Regions from separate parts of the Gasterosteus aculeatus genome. Here region 1 is linked to region 2. A link is a contact called in public Hi-C data. All regions are on one chromosome and are shown on one strand. Each heading gives the region's core, a stretch centred on a gene start, on an enhancer-like site or on the middle of the called end of the contact. The rest is flanking DNA. Distances are from core to core; before and after follow the strand shown. Region 1 overlaps camkk1a (calcium/calmodulin-dependent protein kinase kinase 1, alpha a). Region 2 holds the start of camkk1a (calcium/calmodulin-dependent protein kinase kinase 1, alpha a).

What was found. A called contact is a pair of places that touch in the nucleus more often than the background predicts.
Region 1: a contact with region 2 is called in a Hi-C map of tail fin, with 5 times the contacts expected there. The contact joins the enhancer-like site here to the promoter of camkk1a in region 2. A contact is called at or near these places in 5 of 6 Hi-C or Micro-C datasets (liver, skeletal muscle, tail fin and 1 more).

The regions. Positions count from the first base shown.
Region 1 is chr7:17,962,839-17,970,552 of fGasAcu3.hap1.1, forward strand. camkk1a (calcium/calmodulin-dependent protein kinase kinase 1, alpha a) reads left to right here. Exons shown (of 16, transcript XM_040181156.2): 13 at 1-43; 14 at 1,430-1,558; 15 at 2,361-2,464; 16 at 3,841-6,423. The coding sequence ends at 3,913. p2rx1 (purinergic receptor P2X, ligand-gated ion channel, 1) reads right to left here. Exons shown (of 13, transcript XM_040181161.2): 11 at 7,595-7,690; 12 at 7,063-7,098; 13 at 6,484-6,964. The coding sequence ends at 6,959. Among protein-coding and RNA genes, the nearest start is that of p2rx1, 14 kb to the right of the region's middle. Within about 2 kb of position 2,868, at least 3 of the 9 cell types and tissues checked have open chromatin away from gene starts, as enhancers often do.
Region 2 is chr7:17,927,632-17,935,351 of fGasAcu3.hap1.1, forward strand. It overlaps camkk1a (calcium/calmodulin-dependent protein kinase kinase 1, alpha a), which reads left to right and starts at 2,562. Exons shown (of 16, transcript XM_040181156.2): 1 at 2,562-3,021.

The DNA.
Region 1 (7,714 bases), core at 1,618-4,117, 36 kb after region 2:
GGACAAGAACCCAGACACTAGGATCACCATCCCTGAGATCAAGGTATCCGCGCAGAAGATCGTCCAGGTTAACGGGAAGCTACCTTGAGCACAATTATAGCGAGGACGTCATTGTTAATTCCCAGACCCAATTTCCTGTGATGGACCCAAAAGGCCTCTCTCTGTTCCACGAGGGTTAAAAAAGATTAACACTGAGTCACCAATACAGGGGGGAGGTCCAGGACCAGTCAGGACCGATCCCCACGGTGTTCCCATGACGCGAGCCAAACATGCGTCAGTGAGTCACCTTCTCACCAGAGACGCTGTTTTGTGTTTATGGAACAGGAGATAATTAGGCAGTATGCACAACATGGTGCACGTACAGGCACACATTGCTTCTTTGTCAAAAGTTGCTAAATGCCCCTTATTACTTAAATAATAAAATGATGTATATCGAAAAATTGCATAATGCTTAAATTGAATGTAAAGCTAAACATGTTCAGCCCCTGTGCTAGACGGTGTATATATTTACATAAAAATACACCGCTTGTTACATGATTTAATTTTTTTAAAGTTATGGAAAAAACTAATTTCCAGTTGCTTTATGAAAGTGACCCATTAATATGAGTATACTGCCTTAATATGTTTTTTACTTTTCCACTGCTCACTGATTTCAATGGTGAAAGATCTACTCTGATATTTCTTGATTGTGGGAGCTTTCAAACGTGACATTAATGGAGTGAAGTGAACTCCGGTACTCGAGGACTGATTACTGAATAATTGTGTTTTTAGTTTGAATACTAGCTTTCGCTTTTTTTTTTCCTTTTTGGATGCCCAATGAGCTTCCCAACGTGGACTTTAGAGCATCTGTATGAATGTTTTTAAGGGAAACTTGTTTCTTATTGTCAACAAAAACAATGAAATATTGATTCTGCCAGTGATGGAAAACCAGTTAGCCATTGAGTGCTGCAGCCGTCGAGTGCTTCCCCCATCTTAAAGTGGACTGGCGTTTCAATGTTTTTTTGGTAAAACGCATTTAAAAAAAGTCTACCAATGCGTTTTTATGCTTTTTACTTCTGCTGCTTTGATTTGTGCTTCAAAAATGAAAGATGCCGTATTAATTTGTGGATATTATTTTACAAAAAATGTAAGTATTATGAATATACAAAATATAAATCCGCTGCTTTTTGGATAGGAAACAAAAATGTGACATTCCTGCAGCACTCATAACACTGATATCATTATGGAAACTCATCTATTTTGCATCGATCCCAATGAACCGAATGATCACATGACCAATCTAGGATGGAAAATAGTAATGAATCTTTGCAGAAAAATATACGTTATACATGAGTCCGTTTACAACAATGTACTCTGTTAAACCTGAGAGGCTGAATTCCTGTAAAGATGTTGCAAACTTCTGTGCATTATAGATGTGTTTGTGTGTTAGATGGACCAGTGGGTGACCCAGTTAGGCACAGACCCCTTGCCCCTGGAGGAGGAGCACTGCTCTGCGGTGGAGGTGACTGAGGAGGACATCCAGAACTCCGTAAAGTTTGTCCCCAGCCTCTCGGCCGTGGTAAGGAGCCCTGCGCGTCCTCCCTTGGCGGGGGGCTTTTGTGTCAAATAGATGCGCATCGTTTCCAAGAGAGGGGAAGAGAGGCTGCTCCCTACCAGCTGCAGTCCTCCGTTTACCGCGATGGTGACAAAGCACAGCGACGTAGTGATTTACTCACAGTGCAGTGCAGGCTGGTTCACAAAAAAAAACAGTTGATGCCCCAGTTTGAATGGTGCGTATTCCTGTAGCTTTTGTAATATTTGACTGCCATTAAAGCCATTGATTCAAACCTGAATACCAATATTAAAGAAACAAATTCCCCAAATGGGGGATTCAAGATCTTCGATCGGCTGGTTCCATAAATGTTCTATTGGGAAACAAGCTCACATGGTTGCATTAATAGGCACTGACAGCATATCGGTGACTAATAAAGGGCACATTTGAAAATGATTTATACCATTGGCTTTATAGCATCCTGTAGATGGACTTTCCAAGCCGCCGAAGAGGTCGGAACATTCTCACATTGATTCTCCTATAGGGTCTTATATGAAGTTATGACCATTAAAATATTCCAGAAAAGTACAACAACAAACAATATGAGCATATGACTGATGGAGATAATCCTGAAAAATATTTTTCTTGTACATAACAAAAAAAAAAAAAAAAAAACGTTGTAAACGTAACAAGAATGGACTTATCTGAGACATTCTGGTCTGCTTCAACCCTCTGTGTGCACTTCCTTCGATGAATACTTTATTTTGTGCAGAGCCACAGCGAGCTTTGGCACGTCATTGCAGCCGTCCTGTGCCTGTGAATGTTTCAGATCTTGGTGAGAGCCATGCTAAGGAAGCGATCCTTCAGCAACCCCTTTGAGTGTCCCAGCAGGAGAGAGGAGAGGTCTATGTCTGCGCCCGGCAGCCTGCTCATGTAAGCACACGCGCCCTCTGGCTCTCAATAACTGTACATCTCATCCGTGAAGACGGAGAAACGCAACAACACGAGGCTCTTGCTTATTGCAGAGATTACTAGAGACTCTGACATCGGCAGCAGCAGCTGCTGCTTTGCCATAGCACCATCCTTCATTCTTTCATTGTATGCAGCGGAGCTTCCAGCTTTTATACGTGTTTCTTTTGTGTGTTGCTTCCAGCTCTGAGTGAGAACGTGGATTGAGATCACTGGGGGGGGGGAAATGGGCAATCGTGTGAACTGCTCCTGCAATCCCGACATAAGCAGTGCGGCCAAGAGCCGAGCTGAAGCATCCGTAGCAGAGTAATCTGATGTGATGTGATCTGCAGACAGGCTCCCATCTCCCTTTTGCTAGAGGCCGAGGTTTTCCCTATTAGATTGTAGACATTCAGAGCGCTGCCATCCGAGGTGAAGGTGTTTCCAGAGCATATGAAGGAAGTTTGAGACAACACTGCCCCCTGCTGGGGACTGTGGGGGGGAAAAAAACAGGGCTTTCATCTTATAAATTAGACTCATCTGAAGTATTTAGCCCATCTGTCCATTAGCTCATAGTTAGTGATTGTCCAGCTTCATGTCACCATGAATTATAAATTGTACGGATTTAATAGGAGAACTATCAAGAAAGACCTGGAACACTCATGGCTCACACGTAGCTTTATGTAATCTGTTTAACCACCATCATTTTGACCCGGATTGGGAGATTGATGGGATGCTGTTTAAAAAAAAGGTTTGATTTTTTTTTAACCTTAGCGCTCAAAATCCTAAAATATTTGAGTCATTTTTTCACAAATATCAAAGCCACAGATACAGGAAGCATTTACAGGTTGAGGAGGTGACGTATGTGACCTTTAACACCCCCCCCCCACACACACACACACACACACACACTGAGGTGACCTTTGCCCTCTCACCTGTGACCCTTTTTTTTTCCACCCATCTTTTCTCCCACTTTGCTGCAGGGACTCTTGGCCCTTCCGGCCCTCTTTAAAACTGCACCCCTCCCTCAGGTAACACATTGTGCAGCATGGTCCGACACGCTGTCTGTCCAACATCTACCAGCCAGCAGCAGCAGCAGCAGCAGCATCATCATCATGATCATCATCTTAGACTCCTCTGCTCTCGCTCATTCCCGTCATGACAAGTGATGGAGCAGCCTAGCCTTCCCCAGCTCCCTCGTCTCCCTGCTGCTGTCATTTAAGGCTGCCTTTAACATTCATCATGTGACAAAAACGCTTCCCTGGTTTCGCTGCTTGTGGAGAGACGAAGCACAGTGTCTAGTACAGTGGTTTAGATCTCTGCGTGTGCTCTTTTTGACCGCCACCTCTTACTTGTTGCAGAAAGAGCAGCACGGGAGACGGACCCAGAGACGGAGAGCTGGAGGACCTGCACGAAGACGAGCCCGCCTCATGAGACCTCCCACAGAGTTTTGTCCCCTTTACCCGTGTGTCCCCCCTTCCATCCACCTGTTAATCAAATCAATGACGCTGGACAGACTGATGGTTTGGAAGACCCGCTTCATGGCTTTTGTTTACGCTCCAACTCTGCTCGGCATCTTTTAGCGTCCCTGCCCTCTCCCCATCTTACTCCCCACTTGTCCGCTGAGTTGGATCCACAGTATTCGCAGCGCAACCCTTTACTGATGTGACTGGCATCAGTGAACCAAGAAGAGGAACTCTGCAGCGGGCATTACACTGCAATGCTCCAACACTCTGGAGCTCAGATATTTATTTCTTTTGATATTTCTGCATGAATGACCAGTCGGGCCTCATCATCTGACTGCTTCGTGCCAGCTGTCCCAGTCAGAGCCGGCCAGAAAGAGCGTGGCCCATCACAAACCACAGCATGTTAATTAAACTATTATCTGTTCAGTACACCACGGGGGGGTTGATATTGCACATAAATGTCTCGAGGTGTCGTCAATGTTATCGTCTCACTGTGTTCGTGCCATCGGTAGCTTTTTACTTTGGTGCTGAAGAACTTCACGGTCCTCTCGCCTGACTGGGTGAACTTCTCTGACCGGAAGGAAGAAGGAAGCCCGCTGTTGAAGAGAGGCTGGCTCATTTGAACAGGCTATGGTCGCGGTGTAATGTGCAACCGCTTCTGTGTTCAAAGTTGTTTTGCACTCTCGACTGCCTGCGGATTCATGCTCTGTAACGTGTCTCTTCCTATCTCGCTCTACGGTTTGATTCGGTTTATTGCGAGAGAAACCGCAGCTTTTGGAAGTGAATGTCGTAAGGCAAGAGAAGTAAAAGGAACACAAACTACTATTGCATATCTCTTTCAATATTTTCTCGTAAAAACTAGAATGCATTATTACACAACAGTCTTGTATGCAGAGCTCATGTGAAGGCATGAATAATCATTGTCCAGGATAAACATCAATGAGTGCTCTTCCACGAGAAATTCATAAAACTCCTCCAGGTAAAGGAGGCCATGGGGGGGGGGGGTAAAGCAGCGAAGCTCTACTCACCATACATACATACTTTTTCAGGGTTACTGAAAAAACGACTCAACCGAACCGGGTACAAACCGAACGCCGAGGCATCGGCACAATGTGAATGAGAAAGCCTTTCACGCGCTGCTATTGGCATTGTGTGGCGCCGGGGAATCTAAAAGCTTTACTCGTTTTGATTTGATTGTTCAGTAAGAGTCTGTAATGTGTTTTATAAAGGGATGAATTCCTGTGTGAAATGATGTGTCTGCATGTCGGAAAGGAATCATTGACTGATGTTGGCCCTTCTCTGTGCTGATGACCACGTCGGCGAAAGGAGGCACTGAGGGCGGTTTAAACTCCAAAGACTATGGAATGGTTTTGCCCGTATGAGCGCGTGGCCATCTTGACGTTAATGTGTCTGACGTTGGTCAGAGTGCAGTAGTGCTGTCGTCTTTGTCCTCTGTGTATATCCGGCATTCCTCTGCTTTTATGTTTTCAAGTTGACCATGTTGAAAAACAACTGAAACACTGTTCAATATTTGCACTTTTCCACTGCTCGATAAACATTTCACTTATTCAATATTTGCACTTTTCCACTTCTAGATACATATTTAAGTTATTCTTGTTATACATGTATATTACTGTCTAACATTGTAAAGTGTCTGTGTGGCTCACCTGTAAAGACCGTGTTGACTGTGTATCTGTCTGCTCTCAGTCTCCTGTGCTATTGTTCAGAAATCTGCATTTGGAAGCATTGGTACTTTTTTTTTTTTTTTTTGAGATTTTCTTTTTTATAAACTCAATTAGCAACTCTTTCTCCCTTCTGGGACAACCTGCTGCTTCAGCTGCAGTGACCAGATTTTACATATCCGTATGACGATAGAATGGCTACAGTTATTCAAAGCTTTTAAACCAATTTCTATTACATTTGGTAAAGAATTATATTGGCCATTTGGAAAGCTGCAAAAGAACTGCTAAAAATGGGGCTACACTACATTTTTTTTAAGAATCCAGTCATTTTGAGCTCTTGAACAATTAGTTGTGACCGTGTTTGAATGGCTCAATGTATCAGCATAACCGTCACCTTTTGGTATCCGATCTGTCCAGATACAAATGAAATACACATTCAATTAAATCGTGGATCCTTGAGAAAGCCCTCGCTTAGTGCCGTAAATGTGGTAACAAAGAAAGAAACGTATGAGTTAGTTGCACCACAGGAAACTTTCATCATTTCAGGTCCTAGTTCGATCCAAAGGAGTGTGAGAGAGTGAGTTTGTACGTGCCGCTTGTGTGCTTGTGTGCCTGCAGCTTTTTGTTGTCTTGTGCATTTCTCTGTCCTTGTGTCGCTTGCATGGCACGTCTCTTTGGAATGCACTTGTTACAATGTAAATATGTACCAATATATACAAAGAAGCAATTTTTTGCATGCTTTTTGTACACCTGGAGATGATGAAGACAATAAAAAAGAACATCTGAATTCTCTTAACATGCTGCATGTATTCTTGTTTCACTACTGCGGGCAGGAGAAGAAAGAAAAACAGTCGTGTTACTGTGCATCTTTTATTGAATTGCAGATCGCAAGGTGCACACGGGATGAGTCACTCCGTCTGTGATGTCATGGGGTATCTTGTTTTGACAAAAGCCAGAGACCGAAGCAATGGATGAGTTGTGAATCAATCCTGTATACACTGATGCATCAAAGTTTTCTTTTAACCGGCACGGATAAGGGTGGAGGCGGATGTTACACCCAAAGAAACAAAGGCAAACCAAGCTACACTAAATAAAACATTTAAAACGAAAGTACATGTATACAGACGAGCAATGCTAAAACTACAGTAACCGTCACTCGGGCTCACTCTTTAGAGCGGGGGATGTTGTTTGTAAAGGATGCCAAAGAAATAGAGGATACCAAGAAATGTCTTTTGGATTACGTCTTTTCCAATCCAGCGTCCATTTAGTGTGGAGGGGCCGGGGTCTTGTGGTGTCCCATGTCACTACGCCCTCAAAGGTTTCCTCACCGCTCACTTCTAGAAGACAAACGAACAAATGAAACATCAGCTATCACAAGCCTGCTGTTTATTATTGTGATATTGTGTATAAATCTTATTTTATAAACTTTAGATACCTCTGTTTCTGTGCTACATGCCTCTGAGTCCGGGTCCTGTGGGGGAAAGAAGACATTAAAGCACTTGTTTGTAACTAAAACAAGGATTCTCCTAAACATCCCATCATGGAAAACATGGAGAATATACTCTACTGTTTGGACTTCCACTCACGTTGGACCGACCAGGGCCGGGGACTTGTCTTGCATTCGCTTCGAGGTTGTAATAGGTGCTTGTTTTTAAAGTGTATTGCTGTAACGATGTGAAATAAAGACAATGTTCCGCCTGTTTCAGTTAAATTGGGGAACAGTTTCAGCGGAGGGATGAGAGAAGGTTTCATGTGCCATCAGAGTGGTGTGCAGCAAGCGTAGGATCCCTGCTGCTGAGTGTTATGGGTGTAAGCAGCGAGGGGGGGCTGCTGCTGTGCGTCAAAAAGATGCTGGATAAAGAATTGCGCTGTGGCCGTTCACTTCAGCGAAAGGCCTCTCTGCTGCCTTCTTGTGTTCAGACTGAAGTTAAACGATCACAACAGCATGTATTCGTTATGAAGCTTACCTGTTTATGAGAGTCAGTGGATTTGAATTTCATGTTCTTGTAAAATTCTCTTTTCGGTAGCAAATGGAGCAGCACCAGGTCACATACCACGGTCGCCTACAACAGCAGATTTTTTACAGT
Region 2 (7,720 bases), core at 1,312-3,811:
ATGAGGGTTATTAGTGGATGAGCACTTTTTTAAAAACTTTTATAATGACGTGAAAGACTGAAAAACATCCCAATGGTTCTGGTCTTTGTGCAGGTTAAATAACACACACACACACGAAGCCTTAGTTTGTTTGAAACAAGCTACTGCTTCTATTGATTAGATGCACGGACCATTATAAATGGTTTGCCTTTGTATGAGACTCATTGAAAATCGGTCATCACAGACCAAAACAAAGCTCTTAACAATGCAGGAGAACCAAATCATTGCCATCTGAGTCACGCAGGTGGGTCTTACATGTATGCATACAGACCGACGCACTCACGCTGCGTCAGCTGGACTTCACAGCTGTGCAGTGGCTCTGTGAGGATGCAGTGCCTTGAGACGCAAAAGTTTGGAAAAGGGTTTTGGGGGTGGTTGTGGTGCAGGGGAGGAGACCCTGTCCCTGCATCCCGCGGTGCTGCCCAGCTTTGTGCCGAGAGCCTGAAGCTGTTACCAAGACACTAACAAACCTGAGAATGATTTCCTCTACGGCGGCTTCAGGGAAGAGGAAGTTGCCTTCTCTCAAAGACTGCCACTGTCTCATGGACGTGTTAGTGACTCGACTACCCTGTACTTCCACATTCATACTGTATTTGGTTTCTACTGCAGCGCAGTCACTAGTTAGTCCACAAGTACAACAATGCAAAACAAAAACAATAATTTGATTGATGGAATAGCTCAAATAATCCATTTTAATTTAAGATACAAAGCATTGATAAAAAAACTTTGCTCAACTTAATCCAAATACCACACATCTACTTACTTTTGGTGAAGTAAGATTCCAATGTATCTTTTTCTCAACATGGTAGTACTTTTATTTGATTAAAGGATCTGAATACTTCCTTCACCACTGCTTCCAGTCTAAAGCTTGAGCAAATACATTGTGTCAGTTAAACTATTCAAAATTGTACCGTTATAGTGAGAAATATCGATGGTGTTTCTTACAAAGTGAACACACACATTCAGAAGGGGGGGGGGGGGGGGGGGATTTGGGAGATTAGTTGAGAGATTATGAAAAGTATTTTATTTAAAGAGACACTGGCCTGAAATGTTAAAAACATTCACTGCATGCACCAACACAGTGCTCCTGTTTTCAATGAATGTTTAAACTCGCCGTACAGCCGAGATAAGCAGCTGCCTTACACAAGTTTACACATGGCTCATTTACAGTACAATATGTTTTATGTTGAGAAAGAATTCCCTTTAAGTGTTCAACCGTGGACTGCACTCCATGGCAAACCATATTAACTGGTCTCGACCATTTGCTTGTGCAGACCATATGGTTGAATAGTGGGGAAACTCTATGCAACAGGAGACTGCAGTAAATATTTACATTTTATTTCCCACCAGTCCAACAGGTTTCAACAGTGTGAACGGCTACATCACCTGAACACGGTACTTCAGGAATGATAACAATCAAACTGTTTATTGCCACGTATACAGGATTGGCAGGTGATTTTAAAACATAGAGCACAATAATATGATGTTTTGGAAATATAAAAATGCACAGTAAGATTTGGTAAATAAACAAAGAACCACCATTAAAATGTCACTATTTTTGATTTGTGTACAGTTGTGTTAAGTGCCCTAGTACACGCTATAGTCACTTGTTATGACAGCACACATGATCAAATAGAGATTTTACTTTACATATATGTATGAAAAGCACAAGATATTTATTCATTGCACATTTCGGAATTGTGTATTTAGTTTTTGTTGTTTGTGAAAATGGACACCTTTGTTTTTTAACCCCTACTGACTATTCTAAAACCCACCCCAAATTAACATGATGGATGAAGTCTTTGCCTTTTCAATAGGAAATACTACAAATGGCACTACTTTTTATTTCTTGCGAATTTACCATTCAACTTAAAGTTTAAGTTAAGAGATACAAAACAAATCGTGATTCCAAGCAAATAATGCATATTTTGCAAATATCAGTCGGGGTTCTTTGACACAAAAAAAGTTGCGTAGGCCTACTCTCAAATAGAATAATACAATTAACGTTATGCCTATTTCTTCTTAATCTCCACCATCTGTGTGGGCAGGGCAGGAAAATAATTTCCCTTTGAGGGAAATAACAGATGAATCTACTGCTGAGGCAATTAATTGCGATGGCCAGTGTTGATGAATCTACTGCCCATCATGTTGAGTCAGCTATAGTGGAGGCAGTAATTACACCGTTCAGATCCGCAACGGATGACCGCTGTGCTTGTCACCAATTACTGAGACGTCCGTTTGAGTCGTCTCAATTGAGAAATAACAGAAAACACGGCCAGCAGGGGCGCTATCTGCTTTTCCCCGCTATCAATTCATCCACTGCATGTTCAATCCTTACGTCTAACGAAAGAGCAGTACGGATATTTCCGTGTGCGGGGCCCGCAGAAATATAGTAATAATAATATGTTATTTCCATCAGCCGAGATGCAGTACATCTTCTCCTGTCAATCAGAAACGGGGGTGGTGCGGTGGGAGTAAAGGCACGGCGTGCCGGCGGGAACAGGGCGGGACTTAGGACCCGTGGATTCATTTGTTGTCGAATAATAAAAGTTGGGTTTAACCGGGTGCTCGCGACGTGCTTCCCAGTGAGCGTGCGTGTGACCAGCCCCCCTCCTCCTCCTCCTCCTCTACCGGGGCACATTGCAGTGGTCCAACTACAGACAGCTGTTCGGGGCGGTGTGCAAACATTCAGCCGTTGGGTGTCTGTCTTCGCTCTGCGGCTCCTCCGCACACACACCAGCGGCGGGTGGAGTGTCTGCCGGTCCGTCCGTGTTTCCCCCCCCCACCCTCCCTCCCCCGGAAGAGAGGGGTGCGACACATGGGACACATCACAGGCCAGCAGCTGATTCCCGTCGCTCCTCTCGCGCAGAAGCCTCCCCGTTCAGACAACCGTAGGTAGAGGAACGAAGAGGCGCTCGCGCGTCCGAACCGGGACGTCCCCTCTGGGCTGGAACCGCCGCGTTTGAGGGACTCCCAACCCCGGTGAGTGAAACTTTAAGGATGCGCCGCCGTGTGTATATATGAAGGGGAAGTGCAGCTCGTACAGCGCGCGTTTCATGGCCGCGTGTTCATTGTTATTCAGTGAACTGTTCATCGGAGCGCATGAGGATATAGTGACTCCTCTGCACCTGCACGGGATTTAAATAAAACAAATGTTTTTCCGCTTAACACACACGCGCGCGCGATAATGTGCCATCCATGTGTGTCGTGCACCTGCTGCATCCTCACACCCCGCCGTGCTTTACAAACCGGGGACCTCTTTCCTTGCCTCGAGACGTCCTCCTATAATGTCTTCTAGTGTCTACGAGTCCAGCGGCGGACAGGGATGTGTGCTTTGACCGATATTAACTATAAAAACATTAACTACTACCATCATTTGTATACATGCAGTGATGCCAACAAAGGAGAACGCGATTCATGCATGTATACAGATATGCCTACTTCAACATTTATGAATTTGAAGAGTTTATATTGTAACCTGACATGATGGTGCTAATACCTGTAAACTTGGTGGGTTGTTTTTATTGTATTTTGTGAAATTCTGTGGTAGCAGAAAGTCACCCAGGGTTTGTTTTGTTTTTAATGTCCCCAAAAACCGGAAGAAGCTTTCACCGCTCTGAAAGGACTTTGTGTCTAATTTAAACAAGCCATGGCTTCCCCACGTCGGCCTCAAGTGGTGCTCATTTTAACCTGTTCACAAATGGTTTAATCCCTCATCCATGAGGCGCGGGGCTGAATGGCTTTTCATTGAATTTAATTCAAGGACGACTTGAAAAGAAAGCAGCTCTCCAGTATTGCACATTTTTTGATGAAGAAGAAAGGGAAAGTACATAAATGACATGCAACGAATAACTCTCCTCTTTGTTCCCGATCTCAAGCAGGGAGTCTGCGTGATGGACAATAAATCCATTTAACTCTCTTCACCCACTGCTATTTGACTGACGTGTGTGTGTGTGTGTGTGTGTGTGTGTGTGTGTGTGTGTTGTTGCTGAATTCTTTAACTTCCCCTCACGCGTACTTCCATTCGGTTTTGTGTTCAACTTTACGAGCACTAAAAGCAGAAAAGGGACACGCGGCCTTATGAGCTACTGTCAGCACTTTAAGCGAGATTTAAATGCTTCTGCGTCCTTGCGGCTCAGGACCATGTTGCTGCTTGGCATTCGTTCCTGTTGTACCAGCGCAGTTGCTGAAATCTTGCGGCATAATTGTGGTTTACCCGGTTATGTGTGTAAAGAACAGACAACAAAGTGTTCCCAGAAACTTGCCAAGCATATATATATATATATATATATATATATATATATATATATATATTTATTTGTCTTTTAAGGAAGCAGGTGCAATCCCACTGAACAGAAGGGTCTCCAGTCATTTTGACTCATGTTTGCATCTTTACCGGTTTGCGTGGCGTAAATGAGCCACTCTGGCATTACTTCTGCTTCTCTGCCCACTTTTCGTTGCCGAGTGTGCTGACGGCTGTACCTCTTCTTCGCGTGGCCGTCCGCGATCGCATCGGTGCTGCGATCCAGCTCCTGGAAAAAGGGAACGTGGGAGCAGCTCGCGGCTCGCTCAGCCCCTCTGGGAAATCACTTGACGAGGCGAGCGAGGTAAATGGGCATTGTGTGTGTGTCTATATCTTTACGTGAATGTGTATAGGTTTATGTTCTTACCAGAGTCTTTAATAAATGTCAAACCATTTTAACACTGAGGCCTGGATGTCATCCACCCGTATTATGTCAGGCAGCTAGAAAACAAACCGACAGCGTCTCTGCTCGCCGACTGCTCTGAGCTGAACGCTTCTTCTCGCAACAGCGTTTCGGTTTCCGCTCCTTACACCAGGACCACTACCTCGCTGTAGAGCCAAATTCAATCAGAAAGAAGTGCTTTTTCTTTTATAGCCAATTGACGACATCCTTATATTTGTTCAGTGTGGAACCTCTGGATGTACAGGTGTGCATGCAGTATTTAGAGCATTGAATTCAGCTGCAAATACCTTTTTAAAAAAAACCCTATATATATATATATATATATATATAAAGAAACTCTTTAAACGTTCCCTTCAAGCGTTGTAGGACCACTTGTAATAATCAACTGAACCGTCTTTTTCCAAACTGGGGTGTTAAGGCGCTCTGTCTCGTGGCATCCACAGCGATGAGCTCTTCATTTGACGTCTTTGATATTACATCTGGTACAAACCGGTACCGTCGACCGTCCACCTCTTCCTCTGTGCGCTGAGCCTTCAATTCCCAGAGGGTCTCCAGGTGTGTTTGTGGAATTGCTCCGGTGTTCTTTCCCCGATGCTTTAATACAAAGCTTTTCGTCTGAGTTGCTGGTTCAGAATAATTTGTAATGCTTGTCATTATTTGTGGAGGAATTTTCATACTGCAAATATTTCTGTGTATTGCAGAATCCCTCACTGCACCATTCGGGTGAGCCCTACCATTATAACCGCGGGGCGCCGCCCGCATCCAAAGACATTTACCCATCTTAACACCATAAAAAAGGGAATATTAGCCCAGTGTTTTGGAGGCTTCACCCATGCTATGGATTAAAACAAGTCAAGAGATTTCGGATTTTTGTGTTGCAATGTTGCTCTGCAAGTCTACCACTGTGGTCCAGACCAAAATAATGATTGGACTTGTTGACATGAAATGTTGCTCAGACATTGTTATTGTCATACGTGTCAGTCATGCCCCACCGGGTTTCACTTTTGCAACTAGTCTTTACTGGGGAAACAACTGTTTAACAGGAAATGACTGATTTTAGTCCGAGCAGAGTATGTTAATGAACTCCGTAAACACAAAGCTAAAGTTTCTTGAGGGGACAGAAACTGCTCACTACCTTTTTATTATGATTTACAGCAGCTGTAGTCACATTCATTTCCTAACTTCAGGCATACTGTAAAACACATTTTTGTTTCTACGACCTGAAAGAATATTGAATAAGTTCAAAATATAAATTTGGTACAGTCCGATGTTTCAAACATCTTGTCCCTGTTTTTGTTGTCCTGTGGGTTGTAGAACGTTTCCTTTTCAAGGGGATGTCATTTAGTCTCCATGCAGGGGGTCTACATCGAGAACAAAATGCTGTACAATGGTTATAGAGAATGGGCTCAGAGAGACAAAGGCCGCTCATAAGCAACACTTGATCTGTGTATGAATGCCATCAAAGTGTGTTCAGACTTTAAATGTGAACCGCTTCCAGTTTCAGTGGCAAGTGTAATATAATGGATGTTTTTAAATAGCCACCGTGCGGCTTTAGCAAAGCAGTTTTTTCAGAGTTGTGTTGGGTGGGTTACGTAACACAGATGACCAACTATTAAAACTAACCTGTTGGTGTACTGCACACAGCCCAAAGACCAATCTGCGATGAAAACAATTCAATCAATATTTAGAGGCCAATTGCGCCATTGTGGATCAATAATGATGGCAGCACACCAGCTTTTCTGGAGTGGAAAACCAATTCTGAATCCCCGGTCATGCAACACTAAATGGATGTTTAAATCACCTACCATTATTAAAGGAAAGAAAAAAAATACAACTTATTCCAAACATTTTAACGGCATTGTTGCATACATCACATCAGAATATATTGTCACACTAGCTTGGTTAGCACCGGCCTGTCAGCATTGTTATTGTTACGGCCTGTGATGAATTTAAGCATTCAGCAAAGCGCCTCGCTGTTGCTACTCTACGTCCCACCAAACACGACTCATGGTCGTGTTAAAATACTTGTTACGGACAGAAGGTCACTGTGGGATGGGAACCCTGCTCTAATGGAATGGTACCTCTCGTACCACTATTCCAGATCTCATTCAAATGTCACACGTTAATAGAAACATAATTGGGAGTCCAATATTTCCTGGTGCTCGTAGAGGCCAGAGACATGGTCCTTATTTTGTGGAGCTGTGCCAGGCCCAACAATCCCTTCTTCACAGTAGCCCTCGTTATTCACACCACGGCCAACAAGGAATCTGGGGGGGGGGGCTCGGATCTGGGATTTCGCCTCATCCGAGCACTTTCTCCCTGTTCTCGTTAGCCAGTTTGTGAGTTACTGACATCAGCGTGAATGAAACGCCCGCTGGGAACCTACACCAATTTATGTCTGCAGGACCGCAGCCCCAAGAAGTAATAAAGTAGACAAATAAATCTATTCAGCAGGAGTCATCTTTACGACAGTAAAGTCTCTTTTTATAAACTCATTATCTCACTAGAAACAAATACAAAATGTCAACAAAATAAAAAATGTAAGGAATGAACAGACGTCTGACAGTATCTGTCTGTCTGAGGTTTTCCTGAATGCTTCGTCTCAACCAGCAGACACATTTACAATCGTTTCAAAGAAAAAGACTGCAGACCGCTTCTGTTTCAGCCTGTTGGATGAGAGATTACAGATAAAGCTGATTTGAATTAGGTTTCACTTTTGTTTACATGTTTGTGCTCGTTGAACAAATGCGTTGTTTTTTTTAACTCCAGTAGGGAGCGTGGTAGCGGTTACCTCAAGTGTCCTTCACTTGACCTGATTAACTGAACGTTCTGCAATGTGTGTGTGTGTGTGTGTGTGTGTGTGTGTGTGTGTGTGTGTGTGTGTGTGTGTGTGTGTGTGTGTGTGTGTGTGTGTGTGTGTGTGTGTGTGTGTGTGTGTGTGTGTGTGTGTGTGTGTGTGTGTGTGTGTGAGAAAA